2 separate regions of the Mus musculus genome follow, and region 2 is linked to region 1. A link is a contact called in public HiChIP or PLAC-seq data. All regions are on one chromosome and are shown on one strand. Each heading gives the region's core, a stretch centred on a gene start, on an enhancer-like site or on the middle of the called end of the contact. The rest is flanking DNA. Distances are from core to core; before and after follow the strand shown. Region 1 has its middle 48 kb from the start of Lnx1. Region 2 overlaps Gm19583 (predicted gene, 19583).

Region 1 (5,748 bases), core at 1,452-3,951:
TCCTTTCCCAAGGAACAGCCCAGGAGTCTAAGGAAAGCCAAGGAGAGCGGTTCCATACTACTTACCCAGTCCTTTTCCAGTAGACAGGAAGTCTCTTCCAAATATGGACAGGAAGTTGTTTCCTGGTTCTGCCTCAATGCAAATAAATAAAATCCCTGTGTGAATAAATAATCTAGTTGGTGTCCCAGCATTGTCTAACACATGCTAACCAGGATTCCAGAGGAGACTATGAGGGTGTGGCGGGGTGGGTGAGTCACCATAGTTTTGCAAATTCATATAAAACCGAAAACAGATGAACTCCCAGCTTAGGGTTTTTTAGTTCTGAGTGACTCAAGGCAAATATGTTGGTTATTAGAATTTGGAACACACACACCCACCCCTTAAGTTGATGTTCTAAAGTTAAATGGTGCTTGCTTTCCCAAAGCTAGTCACTGAACATTTTTATAGCAGTACAATATTCTCTCTTGACTGTTGGCTTCATGAGGAATGAATTACAAAATCTAACATGGGAAGTCAGAAATGGATTCAACTGACACTTCCGGAGCTCTGCCTGACCCTTCCCTGGCCAGGACACAACTGTTTGAGAAGAATGGACGCTTGGGAGAGAGGGGAGGGTATAGATTCTAAGGCCACAGGTGCTTGCTCACTGCCTGGTCTGCCTGGGAAGTCAGTGCCTGAGTCTGAGTGAGGACATCAAATTCCCCTCTGTAGATATTTAAGAAACTCAGGCTGACAAGATAGCTTAGCAAGGACCTTTGTCCTTCAAGCCTGACAGGTACAGACACTGGAGACCTCACAGAGGCGATAGAAAACCAAGTCTACAAGGTAGTCCTCTGAATGCCACAATCACGCTGTGGAGCGAGTGCCCACCCAACAAAATAATCCCCCGCTCATAATACCAAGAACGAGTTCAATTTAAAAATTAAAAGAAAGTCAGTTTTCTTAAATGCCCCAAATTAAGAGGAAATAGTGTGTGTGTGTGTGTTTTTTTTTTTTTTCATATTCACATGGCTCTTTACTGGATTAAAATTTCAGGCCTTGTTACGTACCCAGACTCAATAAAATCTGCTCCTGCCTTCATGAAAGAAACCTAGCTGTGGGTAGAAACATGGATGTGGAAAGGTAAACTATAAATATATTAGGCAAATGGATACAGAATGCAATAGGCTGGTAGATTGCTCAATCATGGGCATAAGGACCTGAGTTTCATCACCAGGACTGCCACAAAAACTCTGAGCTTAGTACTACACTCCTGTAATGCCAGTTCTGGGAAGGTGAAGATGGGTCAGATTTTGGCACTCCTTGGCCAGCCAGTGTAGCCTAATTGTGAACTCCAGGCCAGTGAGATGTTCTATCTCAAAAACAAAGAAAACCAAGATGGTTGGTACCCAAGCTACAGCATCTGAAGATGATCTCTGGCTTCTGTTATCATGAAACACACACACACACACACACACACACACACACACACACAAGAGTACCTGTGTGTGCACACAAAGAATATACACAGCCAAAGTACATTAAATATAATATTAAATGTTTCTAAGCTCAGATTTCATTTGCGCTGAGATCTGAAAGATGAGAGAGAGAGGCAGGAACAGAGAGTTTGTATGTGAAGGAGGAAAGGCCAGAACAGAGCACCCTGTAAGAGCAGAAGCTGGGCGGTGAAGAGCGCTGGGGGCATCCAAGGATCTGCCAGCAAGCTAATGCATCCTTCGGAAAAGCCAAAGATGTGAGCCATCCCGACATGCCAAACCCTCAGGGCCAAGTGAGAGGTCTCATAACTCACCCCGAGGCTTAACAGACAGGCCCACGGCATGTTCTGAATATTACATTTTAGAAAGTCTGTCTTTTGGAATTGGGAGTGTAGATGCAGGAGCAAAACGGGGAGCAAGAAGTCCCCGTCAGTAGACTAGGTACAGAACTTCAGCGTAGCCTGGAGATGCTATTTTCCTTAGAGATGGCACAATAAAAGTGGGGATGGGAGGAGGAAGCTGAGGAAGGTTGGCTTCCAGGATGGAACGTGAACTGGATGGAAGAGCCGCAGGCTGAGGGGGAGTGCAGGAAGAAGGTTAAAAAACAGAGTTGGCTTTGAGGGTTAGATTCAAGGTGGCTGTGAGACATGAGAACAGTTCAAAGTCAGCAAGGAGTCCCAGCCTCTCAGAGACTCAAAGATGGGAGATATTGCTGTACAGACAGTATGGAAGCCACTGGAGACTTGGACTCTCCACTGCCTCTCCCATTTGCACTGAGTGGGTAAACCAAGACAGATTAGATTCGGCAGAGATGGTGAAAGGCATTATTAGCTCATGGCCTTTAAAGAAACTATTTTCTACCTCCTTTTACAGTCGGAACATTTTTTGAGTAGGAAAACAGCCTGAGAAAAGGCTGAGTCAGGTTCCAGCTTCATCACGCTTAGAAGGCAGAAATGATTTCATATGATTTTCCATTGCCCAGCCTTAAGGCCCCTCCCTCAACATGCACCAAATATAAGATTCTCCCATGTGTCACTGGGCACATTACTTTGCTGAGACTGTCAAGAGTGCACCACTTCTCCTATGGTGAAGAACTGCTTGCTTTCCTGTAACCATTAGGATTTGGGTTACATCTGGACATCTCTGCAGAGTTGGAGCGTGTCACTAGCTGGAAAGTTGTCTGCTAATGGAAAGGGCAGTTCTGAGCCATGGTGTTTGAGCAAACTTGGGCCTCATGCGGTCGACGCCAAGCATGAGTAATGCTGGCCTTGGGAAGGGTGCATTTGTAAGGCTAAATTAACATGTCCTGTTTCTCATCCATGGCTTCTCTCTGTTTCCACTTGAAAGCAGTCAGCTGCTTTGATTACATGACCATGCAAGAAAGCTTGTTTTGGTGTGCGTGTGTGTATGTGTGTTTGTGTGTATGTGTGTATGTGTGTGTGTATGTATGTTTGTGTTTGTTGTTAATCCCAGAGTGGACTCAACTCTTGGAACCAACTCAGTGAGAGGAAAGAGAGGGAAAACCATTTCTCTTACCTTTCCGGGGAAACTCCAAAGCTTCCGATAAGTCCTCAAATCTCTTAGCGTTTTTCTCCTGGCAGAGGAAAGTTGGGGAGCAGATGAGGACCTTGAAAGCCTCTTTGGCAATGTCAGCTCTTTCCTTCCCAATAAGTTGGTTTTATCATTTCAGCCAGTGAGGTTGACTGGACCCGATACTACAGCGAACTGTAAACCATTAAACTGGGCTAGAAAGGCACAGTGACATCTAATCTAAGTGTCAGCCTCTTTCCAACTACTCTCTCCATCACAGCACATCCAGTAAATCTCGGTGAGAACAAAAGGCTGAGCAGCCTCCAGGTTAGAGCCTGGTGCGTCTTCAGAGGAAATGCCACCGGTTCCATCCACAGAATCCAAGGTGACAGGAGGAGCAACTGCCCAGATGTCTCGAGTCTCATCTTTATGCAGACAGTTTGGATCTTGCAGGAAGACATTATTACTGGCTGGCTTACATCTCTTTCACCAGCAGCCAGATAGCCTGGATAAGGACCATGGCATAGAGGGGCTCACAACTGGAAGCAAAGACGAGGACACAGAAAAAGTAAAGATTTGACCTTGGACTAAGAATACACATGCTGATTTTCCTTCTCAAAACAGGAAATTAGTGTCAAGCATTCCATGGGCTATGCACTGAAAGAAGCTGCTAACAAACAGGTTCCCCTAGTCAAAAAGACAAAGTAGCCATTGACCATAGCTTTCTGGTTTGGAAACAAGAGTTGCAGCAGACAGTAGTGACACCTGGGAACAAGGAGAGAGTACATAGAGGTTATTATGCGCCATAGCTTTTAGCACTCTGATTGGCAGTGGGACCTGAAAGAGCAGTCCTAAAAATGACACGGACTCACGTCTCATGCAGTAGCCAACTTTATTCAGAACAGCAGACAATTTACACACTGAGGGTTAGAAGGAGTCACACGAGTGAAGTGTCCAATCACAAGGGCAAGCCATATGTGTCACACAAGCCTCACGTGGCAAAAACTTGTACAGAAGCATATAAAAAAAAGAAACCAAACAATTGCCTGTTGTAATGAATAATCTGAAGTAAAGTCACTTATCCACTACACCTGGGAGGAGCATGAAAATACAAGAACATTAGGGTTTCCATTGTTGAGAAGAGACACCATGACCAAGACAACTTTTATAAGGGACAACATTTAATTAGGGCCAGCTTACAGGTTCAGAGGTTCAGTCCATTATCACATGGCAGGACGCAGGGCAGCATCCAGGCAGACACAGTGCTGAAGAAGGAGCCAAGAATTCTACATCTTGATCCCCAGGCAGTCAGGAGAAGATTGTCTTATGGGGCGACTAGAAGGAGAGTCTTTCCACACTGGGTAGAACTTCAAGCCCCACCCCCAAGGTGATGCACTTCCTCCAACAAGGCCATACCTCCTACTAGTGCCACTTCCCAAGGGCCAGGCATATTCAAACCACAAATCTCTGAAGAAATTGAGGTCACAAGACTCTCGTCTTGTTTTCTCACAAATTCTCCCCTCACGGTTCTATTCATGGACTGTAGTATGCCACCACTGAGGCCTAGAGCCACCTAGAATCACTAATGGAGACTGGAGTTTATCTTTGGAACTCTTTTCCCAAAGCATTTACGGGAGCAAAAGTTTTACCCATCAGAGCTATCAGTTCACAGAAGAAGCTCAGACCAGCTAATAAGAGATGCCAGCTTTGTCTCTTGTGAGACTATGCCGGGGCCTAGCAAACACAGAAGTGGATGCTCACAGTCAGCTAATGGATGGATCACAGGGCTCCCAATGAAGGAGCTAGAGAAAGTACCCAAGGAGCTAAAGGGATCTGCAACCCTATAGGTGGAACAACATTATGAACTAACCAGTACCCCGGAGCTCTTGACTCTAGCTGCATATGTATCAAAAGATGGCCTAGTCGGCCATCACTGGAAAGAGAGGCCCATTGGACTTGCAAACTTTATATGCCCCAGTACAGGGGAACGCCAGAGCCAAAAAGGGGGAGTGGGTGGGTAGGGGAGTGGGGGTGGGTGGGTATGGGGGACTTTTGGTATAGCATTGGAAATGTAAATGAGCTAAATACCTAATAAAAAATGGGAAAAAAAAGAGATGCCAGCTTTGAATAGCATGCTCCTAGCCATGCCATATTTTGGGGCTTACCTAGACGGGTGTGTCAGTTAGGTTTCTGGGGCTCTAGACTTGAGCTAGAGTCCTTTGGAAAGAGAAAACTTCAATTCAGAAGATGTCTCCATCAGACTGGCTTAGAGACAACTCGGGGGAACGTGTTCTTCATTAATGTCCATGGGAGAGGCCCTGGCCCACTGTGGGTGCTGCCACCTCTGGGAAAATGGTCCTGTATTGTATTTTTAAAAAGCAAGCTGAGCAAGCCATGATTCTTTTCCTCTATGGCTTCTGCTTCAGTTCCTGCCTTAGTTTCCCTCAGTGGACTGTGACACATGATATATGTAAGCCAAATAAGCCCTTTCTTCCCCCAAGTTGCTTTTGGTAGTGTTTTTTATCGCAGCAATGGAAAGCTCACTATGACTCTGGGTCTCTCTGTATAGGAGTGACTCCATCTCTAACCTCATTCTGCTTGGTGGGAGTGGCCATGATCATGGTAAGAGTTGAATGAGATATTGCAGGTCAGGTAGTTTACATAAGAATTGGCACATAGTAAGCACTCAGTAAGTGCCAGCTGAGAGGCTACTGCTCCTGGTAACACTGCCAAAAAGAGAGCA
Region 2 (5,748 bases), core at 1,169-3,668, 390 kb before region 1:
AAACAAACAAAAAAACAAAAACAAAAACAAAAACAAAACAACAACAATAACAAAACCTCCTTCTGGAGTTTTCTGTTGCAGCACCACTTGATCCTAACCGCTAAGACATTTACTCACTGTAACTCCAGATACAACCTCACTCATTCACTCAAAAAACAAACAAAAATAACTGGAGATGAGAGCGCTGCAGCCCCACAAAAAGGCCTGGCCCAGGATGCTGCTCTGCCCTGTGCTCAGTCAAGCTTTCTGCAGTTTTACAGCTTTGAGATCATGCTTGCTGGCCCTCTGCTGGTCCACACTGTCTTTCTTTTCTCTGTTCTGGTTCCCTTGTGGTTGTTTAAGTGGGAGGAGTTGTTTGCTGGTTTGACTTCTCTTTTCTCTTCTTTTCTTTTCCCTTTCCTTTCCTTTCCTTTCCTTTCCTTTCCTTTCCTTTCCTTTCCTTTCCTTTCCTTTCCTTTCCTCTCCTCTCCTCTCCTCTCCTCTCCTCTCCTCTCCTCTCCTCTCCTCTCCTCTCCTCTCCTCTCCTCTCCTCTCCTCTCCTTTTCTTTTCTTTTCTTTTCTTTTCCTTCCTTGGACAGGGGCTTAGTAGTACACCAGACTGACCTCCAACTTCTGATTTCAGTGACCTCCTAAGGCCAGAGATCACCAGGCACACACCATTGTGCCGATGCATCTTTATCTTTGGAAAGTAAGTAAGCAGAAGAGATAACATAATGTCCATAATCTCTCTCTCTCTCTCTCTCTCTCTCTCTCTCTCTCTCTCTCTCTCTCTCTCTCTTTCTCTCTCTCTCTCTCTCTCTCTCCTGCTGCTGCTGCTTTGGTTCCTTAGCTCAAGCAGCCTTCTTTAGACTCCTAAGTAGAGCTGTGAGTCTACAGGCATGTAACAGGATCAAAAAGCAGTTCCAGTTTGCTTGTTGTTTATGAGGTGCTGGGTTCTAACCCAGAGTCTCTGCACGCTTAATAAGGGCTCTGCCAGCCTCAGAGTCACACCGTCAGTCAGCTTTACAGGCACAACCATCCTTCTCTGTCTTCACAGACAGCCAGACAGCCGCAGTCTTTTCTAACAGCCGCTCTAGAACCTCAAGGCATTTACTTTCTTTGAAAGGGTAGTGGGAGCTGGAGAGATGCAAAGAGCTCGCTCCTTTCTGTGGGTGCACAGCTCAGCCTTCTGAGTGGCTGCCTCTGAGTCTTCAAGCACCTGCCTTTCTGTGCCACTTAGTATAAGAATGGAAATCACCCTTGCCTTTGGCCTGCCTCCTCCAGCATCTACCCCAAGGGGCTGTTGAAGTTGGCAAATGCTTATTTAACACCTCCTGGGTGAGAACTGTGATAGACTCAATGATGCTGTCATGGACAGACAGCTGCCATACCGAGGCTTAGCTTTGGGCTGGGGAGACAGACAGAAAACAAACTAGGCCCTAACTAAACAGCAGGTGTGAACAGCACTATGAGGCCACCAGGTGCTTGAAGCCACCATGGGCAACCAGAGTTACAAAATTTTCCTTGAAGGTGATAGCTAGAGCTCTGAGCAATCCCGGGGCTAGGTGCTGCTTTCGAGGTAGGGGTAAACTCGATGGTAGGGTGTTTACCCAGCATGCTCAAAGCTCCAACATCGTGAGCTCTACACACATTCTCTCTCTCTCTCTCTCTCTCTCTCTCTCTCTCTCTCTCTCTCTCTCTCTCTTTGTGTGTGTGTGTGTGAGAGAGAGAGAGAGAGAGAGCTACATTTGCTCTTGTTCTTAAGTCATTCATAGCTTGTAGGTTACATGGGTGTGCCTGTTTATGGTAGTGTGGAGACAGCGCTGTAATCTCCGTCCTGAAAAAGGATTGCAGCGCCCCCAAAGGACTGTGATGTTATGATATTGAACACACTCCTCTAAGAAGCTGACATTGTTCAAGAGATAACCCCCACACGCACCTCCAGGTTGGCTGCTATCTTGGAATCTGAACAAAACTGAGACTTTAAACCGGTGGCTCCCTCAAATCTGAGGCTTTACCGTCATCACGGGGAGTGGCACTATCTCACCAGATAACAGGCCTGCATGCTGTTGTTCTTCTTCGCGAGCTAATCTTTCACAGACTGACAATGAGAGAGGGACTGCCTCTGATTCGAGCATCGTTTCAATTATCCACTAAGGACTTACAGCTTATTGGGTTTGCACACCACAAAATAAGACACCGAAGACCTTTCAAAGACCCCACAAGATGTGTCAGGTCTCTTATTGTGTGTGTTTAGTTAATTGCTTTACTGTGTTGTAAGCGTAGTTATGAACTGAATTCACTATGCAACAGATGGCTAAAAGGTTATAGCGATTTAGCCATGGGGGGGGGGGGGGGCGGGAACAACCTTGGTTGAGTGACAAGTTCTGAGGTTTTAGACCACTAGAGGGCACAAGAGGCCAGGTCAGAATCTAAATTCACCCTAACGCGTTCACAACCCGTTGCTTGAAACCAATCTTCCAGAGAGAATTTAGTCACATCTACCCACCCGTGCCTAAGCCTCGCTCCTAGCAGACCGTCCAGTTCGATGTTAGCCCTCAGCAAACCTGAGGTTACACCTCAAGGTGAAACTGTTTGGAGTCATCCTCCGTACGCTAAGGAAAGTTGGTGAGATCTCAGTGCTGGATGAGAGAGCGATGAGAACTTCCAGCCCTCCCTCTGCTAGGCTCTGCCGCAGCCTTGGCTATGAAACCACCCGAAGTCGTGGGAGCTTCACTCGGTCCATGATGCTAAGAAAAACTACCTATGGTGTCATCTTTTCCAGAGTGGGGCTCCTCAAGGAAGGAACACTTGAGCAAAATTCCAGATTCTGGAGCTGGGTGGAAGGCAGTAATCATACACTTCCTTCTAGAGTGGCTGCTGCGAGATAGCCCAGCCAGCAAAGGGGCTTGCTATATCAATCAAGTCTATGACTTGGACAGAACCAACAAGTTGCCCTCGAACTTCCAGAAACTATTATTGTAGTAGCTTGCATGCACCACCCTCACTCACAAAAATAAACAAACAAACAAACAAAAACCACACAAAACAATAAAAAAAAAAAAAAAAAAAACAATGTTAAGGGCTGAGCATGGTGGCATGTGTCTTAAATCCTAGCCCCAAGGATGCAAAGACAGATAGATCTCTGTAAGTTTGAGGCCAGACTGGTCTACATAGAGAGTTCCAGGTCAGCCAAAAAAGATAGAGACCTGACTAAAATGAACAGACAAACAAATACTTTAGACCAAAATAAGGGCTGGAGAGATGGTCCAGCAGTTAGAAGCACTGACTGCTCTTCTGAAGGTCCTGAGTTCAAATCCCAGCAACCACATAGTGGCTCACAATCACCCGTAATGAGATCTGACACCCTCTTCTGGTGTGTCTGAAGACACTACAGTATACATAGATATTGTAAAAAAAAAAAAAACACACCTAGAATCATTAGCAAAGATAATATCTTATCGAATTCTTCCCCATGATGGCTCTATGGAAAATTGATATTAATATTATCATGAGTTTGTCACTTAGAAGCAAAAAGGTCAATTCACGGTACCATACAACCACTTTACCAACTAAGATACATCCCAGGCCAAGATTGACGTCTTGCTAGGTGATCATAATACCAGACACTGGTCACACTCAAAAGACTCAAATGTCCAAATGTGACAATTCGGGACTACGTTGTATTTGGGTCAATGTTAACCATGACTGTGATGGCTACAGGCTGTACCCTTGGCCCTCACACTAATCCATTTCCCCTTTTTTTTTTTTTTTTTTTTTTTTTTTTGCTTCCTGAACTAACAAATGTTCTTCCAACCACTCAGGAGTTTGGAGAATCTGAGTACTTATAACTAATATTTTGTTCAGGTGAATATTTTTAAATATGAAAAGATCTAATCTTTTATGGTAGAGCTTAGTACCTGTATAATTGCTACTCAATCTGCATACATTGAAGCTCAAGTAAAAATTCAGTAAATCAGAAATATGCTTGAAAAATTCAGGGAGCATCAAACATGTTGAAAATATAAATAGTTACATTTTATACAATGATACATGGATGTCACTAATCATAACAACTGAACCTTCACACGATTACATACGTTTTATAATGATTAACGTCTTAAAGATCTACTTATAGAGTAATGTGACTGTAGATTTTTGAGAGAAAATCCATGCAATAAATTATTCTCTTTTTTACAGATAATTAAGAATGCATCCACCTAGTTTTGAAAATATCATTTAAATTTTACATAAGAAAAAAGAAGAATGGATAGGGGAAACTGCTCCTCTGTGGATAAATTCATTTTCTTAGGGATTACTAATAACCCTGTCAAAAAAGTGGCCCTGTTCACCACATTTCTAGTTGTTTACCTCATTACTCTTCTTGCGAATCTTGGAATTATCATTTTAATTAGAATGGACACTCAGCTCCACACACCCATGTACTTTTTTCTCAGCAATCTCTCTTTCTGTGACTTTTTTTTTTCTTTCCATTTTTTATTAGGTATTTAGCTCATTTACATTTCCAATGCTATACCAAAAGTCCCCCATACCCACCCACTCCCCCTTTTTGGCCCTGGCGTTCCCCTGTACTGGGGCATATAAAGTTTGTGTGTCCAATGGGCCTCTCTTTCCAGTGATGGCCGACTAGGCCATCTTTTGATACATATGCAGCTAGAGTCAAGAGCTCCGGGGTGTTTTGTTCCCACTTCTAAGGAGGGGCATAGTGTCCACACTTCAGTCTTCATTTTTCTTGAGTTTCATGTGTTTAGGAAATTGTATCTTATATCTTGGGTATCCTAGGTTTTGGGCTATCTGCGCACCTTCCCTGTAAGAGAGCTTGCCAGCAGAGAGTGCTCTGAGCACTGAAACTCAGAGGAGAGAATCTGTCTCCATTTCCCCTTAAATGCTATGCAAAGGCAAGTTTTCACTGGTAAGAATGCATAAGAGTATATTGGAGATTTATTCCCACTCTCTGTGAGATAGAGAGTTGCATGCATGAAACATAATTAATGACTAAAATAACTCTGTCTAAGGCTCCTGTAGTCTGGGGTGGGGGTGGGGAGGTAAAATGACTCGGAGGCTATAGGTGCCTGTCCAGCAAGCCTCGAAACGCTGGCTCAGTCCCTGAAATCCAAGGAAAGGTAAGGAAAGAACCAACCCCATAAAGACGTCCTCTTACCACACGTTCGGAGGCCTGCTCATGTGCACACACACACATTAAATAAACATTTTTAAGGGATTCATGTCAATCTCCTGAATTCTTCAGTGACAGATTTAGATTCGACAAATCTACCATGTATCACTGCTATTAGTGTAAGTTAAAAGAAAAAAATCTGTAATTCATGTTTTAACCTGACATCTAGCCTGTTGCCCAGAGAAATCCACACTGTGCCTTTGCTCTGCCCTCGGAGTCCATGTGCTTTCTAACTGTGTGTTCAAGTTCCGTCCTCAGCATCCAGGTGAGGTTCCGCATGGCTCCAAACGAGAGACCATTCCAACTTCAGGCTCTCTGGAAGGTTATCTTATCTCTCTAAAGACTGTTTGCTTCTCCTAAAGCCAACAATAAAACCGGCTTGGATATGTAGAGTGTTTCTCCAGCAAGCCCTGGGGTGAATCCCCAGGATCTCTAAATAAATAAATAAATAAAATTATAAAACACACAGACCTTCCTTCCTTCCCCAGGCATTACAAAGGTCACTCCAAAGCTACTGGGCGAACAGCTCATCTTTAGGTCCCATGTGCAACCATATACACTTTGCAGAAGAA

The links. HiChIP or PLAC-seq counts read pairs in DNA pulled down with a chosen protein or histone mark.
Region 2: an H3K27ac HiChIP or PLAC-seq map of heart atrium shows a contact between it and region 1, with 8 times the contacts expected there. The contact joins two enhancer-like sites. A contact is called at or near these places in 8 of 39 promoter capture datasets (3T3-L1-derived adipocytes, the C10 cell line, the HPC-7 cell line and 4 more), 1 of 15 datasets of contacts at CTCF or cohesin (the NIH/3T3 cell line), 1 of 484 Hi-C or Micro-C datasets (brown adipocytes), 14 of 115 datasets of contacts at active chromatin or transcription factors (the NIH/3T3 cell line, craniofacial prominence, embryonic basal ganglia and 11 more) and 2 of 9 other capture datasets (embryonic stem cells and pancreatic islet).

What each region holds. Positions count from the first base shown.
Region 1 is chr5:74,747,659-74,753,406 of GRCm38.p6, reverse strand. No RefSeq gene overlaps it. Among named protein-coding and RNA genes, the nearest start is that of Lnx1, 48 kb to the right of the region's middle. Within about 2 kb of position 2,701, at least 14 of the 459 cell types and tissues checked have an H3K27ac peak or open chromatin away from gene starts, as enhancers often do. A contact at or near this core is called in the NIH/3T3 cell line and heart atrium, where this site is marked.
Region 2 is chr5:75,140,056-75,145,803 of GRCm38.p6, reverse strand. All of the region lies in intron 3 of Gm19583 (predicted gene, 19583), which reads right to left. It also overlaps the pseudogene Olfr1401-ps1. Among named protein-coding and RNA genes, the nearest start is that of Pdgfra, 9.3 kb to the left of the region's middle. Within about 2 kb of position 2,418, at least 41 of the 459 cell types and tissues checked have an H3K27ac peak or open chromatin away from gene starts, as enhancers often do. A contact at or near this core is called in the NIH/3T3 cell line and heart atrium, where this site is marked.